Regions from separate parts of the Zea mays genome. Here region 1 is linked to region 2. The links are chromatin contacts, called in public Hi-C maps. All regions are on one chromosome and are shown on one strand. The core of a region is the stretch at or near the end of the contact, and the rest is flanking DNA. Distances in the headings are between cores, read along the strand shown. Region 1 holds the start of LOC100193646 (basic helix-loop-helix (bHLH) DNA-binding superfamily protein). Region 2 holds the start of LOC100273674.

Region 1 (4,818 bases), core at 1,309-3,808, 550 kb after region 2:
CTTTGTGTAGTAGTGTCCCCAGTCCTTGGCCGTCCATCCTCTCGTCAGACCAAGTAGTGCAAAAACACAGAACGTCTGACGGCCATACAATCAGTTTAGTTCACAGAATTTTGATCCTGGTTCATCCTTACGGTGTACCAAAAGGTGGACCGAATTTTACTTTACTACTACTAGTTCCATGTATCCAAACAACACAGGATGACAGATGCAGTCGTTTAAACTGCAGTCACCTAAGTTTTCATTAAAACATTAATTGAATTAACCAACCGAAGTTTTCATCTAAAGATCGAACTATCGACGAGTTTAAGGGATCCAGACCGACCCCAAATAGTGCGGCTTTCAGTTTCAAGATCATATTTTATTATTTATTGATTTTTAATAATCAGTTTAATAGCTGCATACATGATACATAAGTGAGTTTTCAATCAGCAAGAGGGTGACATGCCCCTTTTGGCCTACATGTATGTATAGGGGCGCCTGCCAATCAAGGGACTGTTGACGACTTCACGTTCAAGAAAGCCACCTGGAGATGGCATCCAAGCTAATGACGGTTCCTCTCACTCCACTGATGACTGACCCCAAAGATTTATTCTTTCGCTATCTTTTGGTCTTTGTATAAAGTTAGTGTGTGTCTATGGATCGTATTTTTTGCTTAATTTTGTTCTTCTGCTCTATAGCACTAAAATAATAATCTGAGAAAAAACATGACTAAAAATAAAAATGAGTACACCAACAACTAAAGCCACCACCTTAAAAACCGATTTATTAATTCTTCAGTGCTATCACTGACACGAAGGCTTCTTCAATCCTTCACCGTCAGTAGAACAAAATATAAAATGTCGCGCGCCCGTTTCCCACGCAGAAACTTGACGTACTTTACTAGTCGTCGATCGGCCAGCACTGATGAAACCTCGAGACCAACATCTACTCCGGCTCCTAATTTTTGCCGAAAGGACGACGACGACAACCACAACGGAGCACCATTCCGTACGTCATCCCGCGCGACGTCACCCCGGTGACGCCATCGGTTCGCGAGTGCCGAAGCTGACTTCTCAGGTAGGCACGCACACGTACAAGGGCAACCACAGTAATTTCCGTCGTGCGGCAAGCTGTAGTTAGCAGGCTGCTTAATTACCTCCACGAACAGTGTGTGGAAGACAGTGTCGCCGCGCGCGGTGATGGTGGCCGTGACGACCCGGAGGCGCAGCGGCTCCAGTGCGAGGCAAATCTTGCCCACGGCGTCCCTGCCCCTGCTGCACCAGAGGCTCACCACCGCCACCCTCTCCCCTGCCTGCGAGACCTGCACCTGCTGCGACCCAATCTCAATCATCATTTACTAATCGGGCTCTCGAACAATTCGATCGCTTGAGCCAGTCAAGTATCTACTATATTATCACCTCCAGGATTCGGACTGGCGGAGATGACGAGATGGAGCTCGTCGGGTTGTCGGTGAAATACACGGACGGCAGTGGCACCGCCCTCGGCTTCTTCCTCCAGGGGACGCTGTCGACGTCGTACGCAGCACCCCCAGTGGCGGCAGCGTCCTCCGTCTTGACGGCGGCGGCGGCGGCGGTGCCGTCGTCAGAAGACTGGAGAACGGATATCTCGGCGAGCAGTCGGCGCTCCTGCTCCTGCAGATGCTCGATGTGGGCGATGGCGTCCCTGACTATGGACGCCTTGTCCATCTGCGTAGTGCGTACACCAAAGAAGTCGATTAATTACCAAGCTGTCTCCATGACCATGCACGCACAGATAGATGCAGTGCTCTGACGACCTTGGTGATGTTGGGCACGACGCTCCGGAGCGCGTAGAGCCTCTCGTTGAGCTTCCTGCGGCGGGTCCTCTCCATGTCCATGTTCCTCGTCGTCGTCGTCGTCACGCCCGGAGGCGGCGGCGGCGACGGAACCACCGCCGCGGAACAGGAGTTGGCGCCCTCGGCCGAACTGGAGTAATCCTCCGCCGGCCGGTTCGATGAGCAGAGCCCGGATACGGGCTCATCAGCCTCGTTCGTCGGCACGTACATGCTGCTGCCCGCGCGCACGCACCAAGAAACCATTATTCATTCGTCAGACCACTGGAAGAAGGAACAAGGGAAAGAAGAGAAGAACCGAGTGATCCACTCTTCTCCGGTAGATTAGCAGCAGCTGACTGAATCACCTGTCGACGATGTCGGCTAGGTCGAGGGGTTCAAGGAGGAAGCGCGGAGGCGACTGCCAGTAGAAACCTCCGCAGCCCATGGCCACCATGCTATCTGCCTCCATCGGCCTCAACAGATCGGCCACTTCCTCACTATTGCCTTGAGTCTACCCTGTCAACTGTTTGTTTGCGCCTGCGGCCTGCCCACTGATCGAAACTCTTGCCCTTTCACCTGATCTAATACATTCATGTGGCTTGAGCTATCACCACAGGCTTTTGAGCATATATAATCGCATAAGGGCATCTAGTCTTTAGTGCTAAGCAACGCAATCCAAAGCATTTGGTGCGCTGGAAGGATGTAGATGTGCCGCTTGGAGAGGGGATCGGAGTAGAACGAAGGGAACGCCGATAAGAGGCTCTGGGTGGCTGCGGGCTACGGCACTTGGCAGGATCGATACCAATATACCATGCCGCATGCGCCTGCCACTTTATCTTCTGATTTTATTAGCGCCTGCCACATGTTAAAAAACCCTAAACCCTAAAACCCCTAAAGCAAACCGTAAAAAAATTGTTGGAAAAAATGCAAAATGAGCCCTTCAACAGCTCTCCTTTTTATCCTCCATTATCTTGGCGCCCCGAATACATAGCATTTTCTCCCTCAAATTTCCATGTCTCAGCACACGTCCATCCAATTGTTTCCAACTATTTTTTTTTTGTCTCACACGCTGCTTACGCATGGCTGAAGGAATTTAGGATTAATTTATTAGCAGCCTACCGCAGGTTTAGAATTATTTAAGAATTTTTTACAGGAGACCCTAATATTAAATTTTAAGGAATAATTTTTAACAGTCTTTTGGAGTTGCTTTCATAAAGTTTACCTATTATTGTTTGGCACAACTTAATACTTGTCCGGAAACCATGTTTTCTCAAAATTACGGTTTTATAATACTATACTTTGCAATTGTCGTAGAAATACGACAGGTTTGACAACTGTAAAAATACTATGGTTTTAAGATACATTGTTTGATTACAACATTATAAACCATATGTAACAAATTGTTGGCGCCGATCTAAGCTCCAATCACTACGAGATGTACCAGTGGCGGTGCTCTCTGCGACAGCGTGGACGGTCCGTAACCTGCGGCAGGAGCTGGTCTTCCCTGCACCGAATCCGGACGGTCCACGCCTGGTGGCCGGACAGTATGCGTGTGCGTAGGGGCGGCGGCGTTCGCCAACAGCACCTGGATCTCACTTTCGGAAGGGACCCCATCAAGGAGGAGAGACCCTAGGGTTTGTCTTGGAATCGGTAGACCATCCAAGACACCTCTAGACGATGTAGAGTCGAAGAGAGATGAAGATTGAGATGAACAAAGTTGTGTTATTGTCTACTCCTAGGGTAAAAAGTAAAGAACGGAAAATATATCGATCGTAGTTCGATTGTTTGTCTCCGTAATCGGTCGTTGCCCTTCATATATATATATATATATATATATATATATATATATATATATATATATATATATATATATATATATATATATATATATATATATATATATATATATATATATATATATATATATATATATATATATATATATATATGGGAGGTCTGGACCCGTTCCTAGGCGTTTGCCAACATCATCCGCGGGTTTAGAGGGATAAACACACGCGAAAAAGGGATTAGTTACTCCTGATCCGATCTAATCATGGACCATACACACCTAAAGGCAGACCGTCCGGTCTTCAGGGTCGGATCGTCCGGTCGTGCCCAGTGCCACAAATAGCGCTCAACACATGCCCCTACCTTTTGGGGAAGCTGAGCAAACCAAAAGCATTGGTGATATTACTTCAGGAAGCGATCTGTCACACCCGGTTTTAGAAGGCAAACCGAATGCGAACCATGTACGTGCCAGGATCAGTTATTCACGTACACAGCAGTTACATAATATGGACATCATCACTCAGTGCTCGAAATAGTATTAAAAAGGGATAATAGTCGATTACATCATACGTCTGAGACGTCCATATAGTTCTTACAATAAATCAAAGTGCGAAAACGAAACGTAGATAGCACGGCCTTCACAGGCAGCCGACTGGGGGTTGCCGCTAACCCACACCTAGAACTCGTCGTAGTCTTGGAACTCCTGGAAGTCTCCTTCCACAGCTTCATCTTCGCCTGAGCAGTGGTTGCAATGCTGACAACCTGGGGGGGGGTTTGGTGTGTAGAGCAAGGGTGAGTACACATCAACATACTCAGCAAGTATCCTGTTTGGCTGTAGTGGACTAGCTTTATGTGGGGATAAGTCAAGCAGTTGCTTTTAGTTGGTCAGGTTATTACTTACTAGTAGAAAGCCAGGTTTTAACATTAACCCAAGTTATTAACCCAATGTATCCTTTCCAAACGGAAAGAATACCACTTACCAATACCATAGTCATAACCAAAACCATCAATCTCATAACCACCTGTAAACCAAAAGGTCTCTTATCAAGTACCACTAATCACTGGAGCTCCCTTGGCCGCTCATAACCGTGAGCACGGCTGATATATCAGTTTCATAACACTCTGCAGAGGTTGTGCACTTTACCCACAAGCCGTGATTCCCTCTTGCCTCGGGCCGATCAAACCCTTAAACACTACCAAGGTGAATAGGCAGGGTTTCACTACGTAGCCTTTACAAA
Region 2 (4,584 bases), core at 2,001-4,500:
AAGCAAAAGCGAGTAGTCGAGTACCTAAAGCCCAGGAAGGCCCCACTAGAGGATGGATTTAAAGACGAGATGAGATTGTGGGTTTCTGCTGGAGCCAAGAACTTGCGCTCTCTTTTTGACCCTGGATAGAGAAAGGAAGTCTTATAGCCTACTAAAAGACGGGGGTGTTGGGGTGTCGTATGTGTCTGTGTGGTGTGTGCTTTGTAAGGGTGAGTGTGTGTTTGTGTTTAGAGTGTGTGTTTGTGTTGTGTGTGTTCTGTTTGTCCCGGGCCACAGGCCCTTTTTCCCTCTACTTTAATTTAATGATACGCAGCCCTCCTGCGTATTCGAAAAAAAAGAACGTCTAAAACGGCATAAAACGCGTTTTGGACGTTTAAACGACGATTAAACGTCCAAAACGGACGTTCTACGCTGATTTGTTAGAGCGTTCGGACGTTTTAGTTTCTAATCACGTTTTACCGCTTAAACGACGCTTAAACGTCGTTTAAGAGACGTTTTAATAACCATGTTTCCTCTGCTCTTCTTCTTCCTCAGTTCCTCTGCTCTGCTGCTGCCTGCTGCTCTCCCTCATCTCCTATTTTTTATGCAGCATAGCAGCAACACTACAGCAGCCAGCAGCACCCTCATCAATCAATGGCTAGCCCATCTTCTGTCAACAATGTATTGTATTCTCTAACCTTACCAATTTTGCTATTGCAATTTGCAAGTGTTAGATTGTTAGGATTTTTTGCATATCCTCGCCTAGGCGATGCTCATATGGCGTCGCCTCGCCGCACGCCTAACTCGCCTAGGCGTTTGGAAGGGGGTCGGTCGCCATGTCTCGCCTTAATAACCTTGTCCATAAGGTCCAGATCCCAAGAATAATGAGAGAATTCAGCCCTTCTTGTACCACACCTTGAACCTGTGTACATATCCATTGCCACCAGTCCATAAAAGTTCCTTCATCCAGCTGTGGGGCTATGTTTTGAAGGTTCACCTTAGAAAGAAGTTTGAACGAATTCCCTGGTAAAAACACAGCCAAGCAGCAGGTGATCAAGTGTTTCTTGCTCCTGGTCACAGAAGGGGCACGCAACAGGATGAGCCATGCCCCTTTTTTGCAACCTATCAGCTGTCCAGACTCTTCGTTGGGCTACTAACCATAGAAAGAACTTTTTCTTTGGTGGTGCCCATGTTCTCCATATTCTGTGAAAAAGTTCAAAAGACGTCGACCCAATAAAGAAGCTTTCATATGCTGCCTTTGTTGTATAATTGCCATTGGCAGCAAGACGAAAGACGTGTGTGTCTGCAACATACTGTCTTAACTGAATTGAGTGAATCAAATCCCACAAGGAAAGGTAGTCCGTAATAACTCCAACAGTAAGGGTTCCTTGTATATCCGATATCCAGCTATGGTTTGAGAGAGCTTCTAGCACTGTTCTCTTGTGAACCCTTCTTTTAGGAATCAGCCTATGTAATCGGGGTGCAAGGTCCACAATTCTATGCCCCATCAGTCATCATATTTTACATCAAAGGAAAAGAGTCTCAATTTCTCATTCATGAAAAAGAAGGAATTAATTTACTTAAATAAATACAGTACAGTAAAGAACTAAGAATGTTCCAGTTATTTTCTGACAAAGCATTATATTCCAGAAGAATGGATTATGCATACGGGTGTAGAGCATCTGGAGCACGTCTTGAGCTGCTCAAACCATAAGCAAGAAGAGCCTGAAAGTTGATGAACAATTAGATCTGAGTTCTTTATTCATGGTCATGAAACAGAGAGGAAAGGTATAAACATCAACTGGCATAGCAAAAAAAACATACCTGGTTAGCAAAGTCTGCAACAGAATGCACAAGCTCAGCTAGCATAACATGACTTGAAGTTGAAATCCACACTCCAAACTTTAGGGAGAAAACGAGGAAGTTGCACCATAGTGCCATGTTAACCGCTCGATGGCTGAGGTCACATTCCAATATCAATTACATTAAACGAAATGTACATCAAAAGATAACTTCATGAGCAATCCAAACAAGAAGCAATGACACTATTCTGTTGATAACAAAATGCTGGATCAACTAGTATAGGTTATCCTTTGTAATTGTGTTTCTTTACCACAATGACAAAAAATAAAGGGGTAATTTGCAATGAGTACTTATTGTGCAGCAGCATCGTGATTCAGACTCATAGTTCAATCAGAAGCATATTCTAAGTGGGCTTTTTTCCTTGTCTCATCACCTCGTCCAGGAATGGGGAGCATAACATTCTCTTATGCCTCCAACTCCAAAAAAATTATGGAATAACATATCCCCAATTGTGTACTGTCATAACATCAGGGCAAAAGCATTTGTGTTCCATCACAGCACAGATCCACAGATGCACATATACCAAAACCATCTCACACTCACAAAATCGCAATTTATCTTATACTTGTTAGGTACTCATATGTTGCTACGGTTTCCATTTATGCTTAATTATAAAGTATAAAACGCAAAAACATGTGTATTTTGTTTGTTATGTGGGTATGAATGTGGGTTTGGAGCCAACAAGGCAAAAATCATGGTTTGAATCCTTATTTGTACATAATTTTAGCTTTTTCACCATTAAAATGAGGAGCAAGGAGGGGTCACGCACGACGACGGTAGAAACAATGGAAACTGGTGATTTATATAGTAGATAGATATAGGGTACGAGGCACTGTGTTGAGCATCTTCTTTATCACAATGTTTCATATATAAATATACTAATTATTATATTTTGCATGAAAACAAAGAATGTCAATAATCCATGACGAGAACACAACTTCTGAAATCTGTTTTGCTGGATACGCAATGTTCTGACATCTGAGGGAAATGTTAGGGGTGCCATCGTCAAAATGTGACTTCTGAGGGAGACCAAGAAAGGGGAATTACCTGTGTTCATCGTCAAAATGTGCTTTCTTCTTGCCCTTGGCCACACGCAGAGAATAACCTGCATCAGAAGAGCAGCAGCACCCAACATAAGGCAAGAGCTAAGCAAATAGAAAAAGCAGGCACAACGAGGAAATCAAAGAAGGGGCCAGCCCTTCCTTACTGCGGGAGATGGTGAGCCGGACGGGAGCTGCGTCAGAGACGGAGCCGAGGGGCCGCGACGCTGCAGGAGGAAGAGCCTGCCTCCACCACCCGCCATGGAGGCTGAAGAGGCCCGCGGCAGCTGATGCAGAGAAGAGGAGCGGGCGTGGGGAGAAAGCCGAGCCAGAAGGCGGGAGCGGGGGCAGCGGCGACGAGGAGGCCTCGCGGCCGCCGTCGTCGTCACGGCGGGATAGAAGGAATGGGCAGGGCGAGAGAAGGCGGGCAGGGGAGGTGGAAGAGAAGAAGCGGAGGCGGAGGGCCGCAGAGGCGAGGGGACGACGCATTTAGGCGTGCCGGCGTCACCGGTGCTGCTGCCGCCGGTGGGGCACGACTCCCATTCCTCGGAGCGACTCTCCGAGACTAGTAGGGGATTAAACTACCATGTGGTTGGGCGGCGGCCAGGCCGTGTCCCGCCGTTATTTGGGCCCATTTGTCGGCCCGTCTTGGATAGGATCCGTAGTACGTTTAAGCAGATTGTACTTAACATCGCTCTAACGATGGTAGCAGGTAACTGAGTGCATAACATTACTTAGGGGGGCACACCCACATGCTCGGTTACCTATAAATATCCTCACATTGTACATGGACGGGACACACTTAACAAGACGCTACAGTTCCATACTTACTGTTTTGTTGAGCATTTGTGTTCCCTCTTTCTTGATTGGGCCCACTTGACCATGTGTCAGTCGGTCCCAACATTTGGCACCCATCGTTCGTGCTACGATAAAGCAAACTCGCGATGGCCCAAGAAAACGACTTCGAAGGCACTTTTAGGCTTGAAAATAGACATACTACAAATCTATATGGTTCCAAGTGAAAAAGTGTATGTTTCTAGCACTTAGTCACTTGTTTTAGGTACTAATCATATATTGTCTAATGGTGTGTTTGGTTTGTGGAGTCACTCTATGCTTCATGAGGTGATGCATCATAAGTTCATTCCATCAATTTTGGTGGAATCAATCCACTCCTCATGTATATACTAATTATTAGCTTATGAGGAATGGGGTGGTGATGGATCAACTCATTTTATTCCACAAACCAAATAAAAAAGTGAAGAGTGAGAAGAAGATGGATCACTTCATTCCTCAAACCAAACACACTCTAAGTGTTAGGGACTATACGAAGTCGAGCCAAAAAACAAAGAAAAGTTGGCATGGAAAAGAAGCATCTGGGCTTCTTTGAGTAGCACCAGAAGGTCCGGTGCCACCCACCGGACGGTTCGGTAACTGTCCGGTCGTTTGGGCAGCTCTCGGGAAAAGCTAACACCCCCGGCTATAATTCATCGGATGGTCCGCGCGGAATGCTAGACAATCCGGTTTGTTAGTCGGCCAACGGCTACTTGACACGTTAGCCGGAGCCAACGGTCAGGAGGAGCACCGGACAGTTCGGTGCCCCCGTGGGACAGTCTGGTGCCGCCCAGAAGCAAAAAGTAGCAAATCAGAGATTCATGATAGTTGCACTGTGCAGTGTTCGGTGTGCACCGGACAGTCCGGTGTA

Evidence for each region. A called contact is a pair of places that touch in the nucleus more often than the background predicts.
Region 1: a contact with region 2 is called in a Hi-C map of leaf, with 4 times the contacts expected there. The contact joins the promoter of LOC100193646 here to the promoter of LOC100273674 in region 2. A contact is called at or near these places in 2 of 25 Hi-C or Micro-C datasets (ear and leaf).

What each region holds. Positions count from the first base shown.
Region 1 is chr2:82,877,661-82,882,478 of Zm-B73-REFERENCE-NAM-5.0, forward strand. It overlaps LOC100193646 (basic helix-loop-helix (bHLH) DNA-binding superfamily protein), which reads right to left and starts at 2,559. Exons shown (of 4, transcript NM_001138742.1): 1 at 2,158-2,559; 2 at 1,775-2,027; 3 at 1,398-1,685; 4 at 753-1,306. The coding sequence starts at 2,261. The coding sequence ends at 803.
Region 2 is chr2:82,330,007-82,334,590 of Zm-B73-REFERENCE-NAM-5.0, forward strand. LOC100273674 reads right to left here and starts at 3,251. Exons shown (of 13, transcript NM_001360290.1): 1 at 3,050-3,251; 2 at 2,890-2,947; 3 at 1,804-1,936; 4 at 1,649-1,704. The coding sequence starts at 1,920.